Linked DNA regions of Sus scrofa: region 2 is linked to region 1. The links are chromatin contacts, called in public promoter capture Hi-C maps. All regions are on one chromosome and are shown on one strand. Each heading gives the region's core, a stretch centred on a gene start, on an enhancer-like site or on the middle of the called end of the contact. The rest is flanking DNA. Distances are from core to core; before and after follow the strand shown. Region 1 holds the start of TRMT44 (probable tRNA (uracil-O(2)-)-methyltransferase). Region 2 holds the start of SH3TC1 (SH3 domain and tetratricopeptide repeat-containing protein 1).

What was found. Promoter capture Hi-C pulls out the DNA fragments that hold promoters and counts their contacts.
Region 2: a contact with region 1 is called in a promoter capture Hi-C map of liver, with 4 times the contacts expected there. The contact joins the promoter of SH3TC1 here to the promoter of TRMT44 in region 1. A contact is called at or near these places in 1 of 5 promoter capture datasets (liver), 1 of 47 Hi-C or Micro-C datasets (liver) and 1 of 2 datasets of contacts at active chromatin or transcription factors (alveolar macrophages).

What each region holds. Positions count from the first base shown.
Region 1 is chr8:2,706,964-2,709,836 of Sscrofa11.1, forward strand. TRMT44 (probable tRNA (uracil-O(2)-)-methyltransferase) reads right to left here and starts at 1,447. Exons shown (of 14, transcript XM_021100950.1): 1 at 780-1,447. The coding sequence starts at 1,416.
Region 2 is chr8:2,882,726-2,885,598 of Sscrofa11.1, forward strand. It overlaps SH3TC1 (SH3 domain and tetratricopeptide repeat-containing protein 1), which reads right to left and starts at 1,449. Exons shown (of 18, transcript XM_021100954.1): 1 at 1,061-1,449.

The DNA of each region.
Region 1 (2,873 bases), core at 197-2,696:
GGGGCGTCCAGGCTCAGGAAGGAGAGATGGGGGAGGCCTCTGTGGGCTCCCCGGGAGCCGGCCTTCTCCCTTACCCCTAAACCTACTAAACTGCTCTTTGCCGTTCAATGTCCACGCGCCTTCACCTTCCAGGCACCGCCCAGGCAATGACCCCACCCTCTGTACGCAGGACATGCATCTCTACGTGCCCCTAGCGCCTTGTCACCGACTGACCGCTTTTTATTCTGCTTCCTCTGCGGATGACTCTCCTCTTGGCCAAACCAGCCAGGTGCTCAGCCTGGCTCAGAGAGGCTTCAGCTGTGGCCTATGAAGCCTTGAACAAACACTATTCAAGTTCCCCAAAGTTCAAGACCTCACCCCTAGCATGACCCCAGCCCCCTTGAAGTGCCTGAGAAAACTCAAGGCGACAGGAGAACTGTGCGTCCCAGCCCACATCTGAATGGGAGCCCCTGGGGGCCCACCCCGCGGGAGGGGAGGCCCTGACTTCCCTAAGCAGCGTTACCAAACCCGGATCACGTTCCTACACCGGTCCCCCACCTCTCCTGCTTTCTGCTGATGTGTGGCCTCCCCGACTCTACCAGCCCCCACCCCTCCCTATTTCCTTACCCTCCCTCTAAAACGGCCAGTCACCTCTGCACAAATGGGAGCGGCTGCTCAGTTCACGCTGGACTCCTCTTCCTACTGTGACAGAGTACCACCAATTAAAATCTTTCCCTGTCACCTTAGCGCGCGTGGCTCTGTTTATCTCTGACACCTGCCACTCTCAGAAATACTCTTACCTTGCACGACCATTTCTCTCCTCGCAGCACCGAGCGGGCAACGCGGGCTCGCCTTCGGGATGATGGTTCTGAGAATCAGGACCAGCTCACGCTGAGCCTCTTGCTGCGAGGCCGCCTCCGAGCCGGTGAGGAAGTTTAGCATCTCTCGATCGTCGCCGGCGAGGCTTTGTGAGAAATCGTTCCAGATAGAATCCAGATCTGGGGCGGGGAAGTGACCCTCCTCGGCTTCAGCCTGGCCGCGCTGGCCGGGGGCCCCTGCGAGCAGAGGCGCAGCGGCTGCTTCCCTCGGGTCGTCCCCACGCCGGCGCCCGACCTGGGGCTGGTGGGGGTCCTGCTCCGGGGCTGCGCTGGGCCGGGGTTCCGAGCCCTCCTGGGGGAAACGCCGGCTGGGTCCCAGGCCCCCCTCGGGCGCGCATCCCGCCGCGGCCCTCTCCTCCGGCTCGGGGCCCGAGCTGGGCCGAGGGCCGCGGGCCTCAGCCCGGGGCAGGGAGGCGCTGCGCCGGGCCTCCAGGCGGGCGCCACACAGCCGCTTGTTGGCCACCTGCGGCCTCTCCACCCACACAGCCACCGCCGCCCAGAAGCCCTCCGGGAGCAGCGAACCCGGATCGCTCACGGCAGCCCGGCCCACCTCCGCCATAGTCAGCTTGCTGAGCGCCCGGCGGCGCGCCGCGATGACGCAGAGCGCGGCGTGCCGTCATCGCGGCGCGCCGTGCTTGCGTCACAGGGGCGGTGCGCTAGGGCCGGAAATGATGGGGAATGAGCTGGGCCCGTGACTTTTCCGCTTTGGTTTCCCTGGCAGCCTTACCCTGGCGTTTTTGGCAGAGGAATTTAACCTGTGTTTTATCCTGGGCTCCGTCCAAGGGTGTTGGCGCGGGATGGTAACATGACCTGAGCTGAGTGTGGGAGAATTTGGAGGTGGTGTGTTTGCGGAATCTTAAATGTAATCCCAGCATCTGACATCTGATTGTGTCCAGCGTTGATTACTGATCAAGATTCAAGGAGCCCACGTTCGTGGGTGTCCAGGATTAGTCCTCTTGTGAAAACTCGCGCTTCTCCATTTTCGCCCTGGCAGCTTTCTTGTGTGGGAGAGTTGCAGCTGGTGCATGTCGACCTAAAAAAAATGCACGACCTGAAAGTTTAGAATTAAGTTTTATTTGGGGCAAAATTAGGACTTAAGCCCAGAAGACAGCATCTCAGGTAGCCCTGAGAAACCTCTCCAAGGAGGCGAGGGGGGAGCTAGGATATATGGGAGTCTTGGCCGCAAAGGGCAGGTAGCAGAAACTAAAGAGGCCTGGGCTCACTGAAATCATTCCTTTGATATGCACCTCCGCTATCAGGGCCAGGATCCTGAGTTTTCACAAACTGCAGGGCTCACTGGCTCTGAGGTGGCTGCATTTGAAGATGACCGTGACATTCTTTGTTTTGTCCTTAGCTACAGCCCGGGCTGTAGCTCTGAAATACTACCCAAAGCAAAAAGGAGGAATATCAGGATATGATAAAGGCGTGGGGGGGCATACAGTACACACACGTTTTACAAAAGTTTGTTGCTGACATCCTGAAGGTCACTACCAGTCACAAGGAGCGGACATCACCATGAAGGAGTTTAGTGTTTGTTTTTCTAGATATACGGAGATGCAAGAATTGAGTACATAAAATCTTCTAAAAATATCTGATTCTGAAGACCTGTTCTTCCAATGTCCCCAGAGCACTGAGTGCCTAAGTCCTGATTTCTACCCTGAGTTCGGTTCAGGGGGCGCTGCAGGTCAGCAGCTGCAGTGGCTCATGGTTTAGTCCATGTAGAGGCTGATGGCAAGTACCAAGCTTCAGTTCACATGTGTTTCTGCCTCTGAGCACCACCCTGGGGTGCTTCTTAGGACAGGCAGACTCAACTGTCACCTGCCTATCCCCGGGAGGGGCAGAGAAAGGCAGCTACTGCCAGTTTAACCAACATCACCAGCACAGGCTGCAGAATCTAGTGATTTACAAAATCCTCAGTCTTGGAGTTCCCGTCATGTCTCAGTGGTTCACGAATCCGACTAGGAACCATGAGGTTGAGGGTTCGATCCCTGGCCTTGCTCAGGGGGTTAAGGATCA
Region 2 (2,873 bases), core at 199-2,698, 180 kb after region 1:
GGGGTCCCCACGCCTTGATGTTCTCTGCTGTGAGGTGGTTGTTTTGCGAGGGGACGAAGGGCCCTCAGGCAGCAGACGTGGGTGACTCTGCCCAGCAGGGCTATGTCCACACGGAGCCCTGAGCCCGTGTGACTGAGCCCATTTCACAGAAGGGCCGTCAAGCCTCAGTGAGCAGCTGCGCTGACTCCGCCCAGCTGGGGGCCCTGGTGGGATTGGGGCCCAGGTGGGTCCGAGTTCCGCCCACGACACGCACCCTTAAGCCTGGCACACCCCACCCAGGCCCCCACCCTGCCTCCATCTGCCAGTTCAGCTGCAACCCACATGCCCTCCAGGGTTGGGGATCACACCCCAAGCGACCGCAACACCAGCTCCCCCAGCGTCACTTTGCCATCTGTCATCTTTCGGAAACCCCCTCAGATGGGGCTTGGGGATCGAGGAGGGGTCACTGCAGGCGGGGGACGGGGTCCGTGCTCTTCTGGGACCACACGCCCAGGCCAGGACCTGGTGCTAAAAGGCCTGGGTCTGGGTCTCCCCTAGAAATTTCGGGTTGGGGCCCCTGGCCAAGTCGCTCGTTCCATTTGTTGATGGAGAGGCGGCCCCTGGGTGGTGACCTCAGAGTGGCCGGGTCACAGCTATAGCGACACCCTGGGCTGGACACTCATGGTGTCTGCCTGAGGGGGTGACAGCCCGGGGTGGGGGCCCACTTGAGGCCCCCTGGATCTGGAATCCTGCTTGCTGGCGACATCCCCGCATCCTGACCAGACCCTCGGGACACCCTGGCTGGGAGCCCTCCTGAAGGTGGGGTCAAGGGAGACCAGGGGAGCGGCAGTGCCATCAGTCCCGTCACAGGCCAGCTCCCGGAGCTCCAGCCGGTCCCCTGACCCGTGCCTTCAGCCTTCAGGCCTCCCAGACTCCAGTTCTGCTCTCTCCGATCCCAAAAGGCCAGAGAAGTCCCCAAGAAACTGAAAGGCGACAGACGACTCTGATCCAACCTTGCCAAGACCCAGCTCAGCAGACAAGCCTGCTCGCAGCCCTCGCCCGCCCGTCCAGTGCCCCATACCTGTGCTCAGCTCCTCAGGCCGCCCCCGGGCCACCAGCTGCAGGACCCCGGGCACCAGGTGGCTGTTTCTGACCCTGGTCTCCGCCGGCCAGGGGCAGCGGCCGCCCACAGCCCGCTGACGGCACCGCAGCCGCCCCCGCCCCTGCTTCCTGCCCCACTTCCTCCCTGCGCCCAGGCCGCTGGCGGGAGGCAGGCCCCACGCTGCTGCACCGCCTCTGAGGGCTGGTTGATCATTAGCTCCGTCCTGGGCCCGCTCCAGGCCCCGTCCCGCCTGCCCACGGCCGGGCACCCAGACTCGGAGGTGGAGGCCGGGCCACCCAGGCTCCCGCCCCAGCCTCTGGGATTGGGGAAGCCCAGGAGCTGCCTTGCCAACCTCAGCTCGGCTCTCTCTTCCTCTTCCACTTACTGTACACACACACACACACACACACACACACACACACACACACACGCATGCACAGACCTGTGGGCCGCTCCCTCCCGCTGCTCCAGCCCGTTTCAACGGAGACACACACAGGGACAGACGGGGGCTGCCCACCGGTGCTCCTTCCCGCTCTGCCTTCCCGCTGGCTCCAGAACCCACGTGGGCTGGAGAGCAGGAATCTCCGCCCCGCTTGCGGAGCCAGAACTGAGGCTCCTGTTTCTGGAACAAGAAGCAGGAACTGAACCGGGGTGGGTGCCACCTGCGCTCAGGCCCTCACCAAGGCAGGGCTCGGGATCTGGCCCCTGGCCCCAGCCCAGACCCGTGAATGAAGACCGGGAGGCCACCTTGCTGTCCCGTGCTTGCGATAGGCTGGGCTGTCACACATGGCCCGGCTGAATGACCGGGAGCCATTGCCGAGTTAAGTGGTAATACGCCTGTTTGTATTACAGACAGGGAAACTGAGGCTCGGGAGAGGCTGTGGTCTGCCCCAGGCCAGTGACAAGCAGAAGATGAGCCCAGAACCAGGCCAGACAATCGCTAAATCTCCTGGGCCCTGGCTTCTAACTGTGGCACTGCTGACATTCCAGGCAATCTCTTATAGGGGGGCTGCCATGTGCACTGCCTCTGCCAACTGGATGCCAACCACGGCTGTGACAACCAAACACCTCTCCAGACCCTTGTCCCCAGGCTGAGCACCCCTCTCGGCCGAGCTATTTCTGGGTGACGCCCTGCCTTTCTCTGATCAGCCCCCTGCATTACGCACAGCTGCCCCCCCAGACACAAACTCCCCTCCCCTCCCAGTGGGCCGGAGCCCAGGCGGCTGGAGGGCCGTGGTCACCTCACACAAGCAAGGTCCCCATCGAGGGCCAGCGATGGGACCAAGCCCCTCACCAGGCGGCACTAGCCACTCGCCCACACATCAAGGGGGCCCAGCAGCTCGCGGGCAGAACCAGAACCAGCTCCCCACACCCCAGCTGGCCAGGTCTTCCCTTGCACACCAACTTGCTCGGTGACGACGGGGCAGGAATCTGAGGCTCCCGGTGGCCAAATCCTGCTGAGTAACGGCAGGATTTCTCCCCACCCCATGGGTCCAGGGACCCAGGCGGCCCCAGAGCAGAGAGGCAGCTGCTCCTGCCAGCAGCTCTGCTTTCCCACCGGGGTGTGGCCGCCCCCGCTCTGTCTGGGCCGCCCCTCTGTGGAGTGACCCCAGCAGTCTCTCCTGCAGGGGAGCTGCACTGGTCCCTGTGTCGTGGTGCCGCCCGGACAGATACCGCAGGCTGGGCGATTCCAAACAGCAGGTTTATTCTCTCTCGGTCTGGAGGCCAGAGCCTAAATCCGGGTGACACGGGGCCAGACGCCCTGAGGCACAGGTGTTCCTGGGCTTGGGGA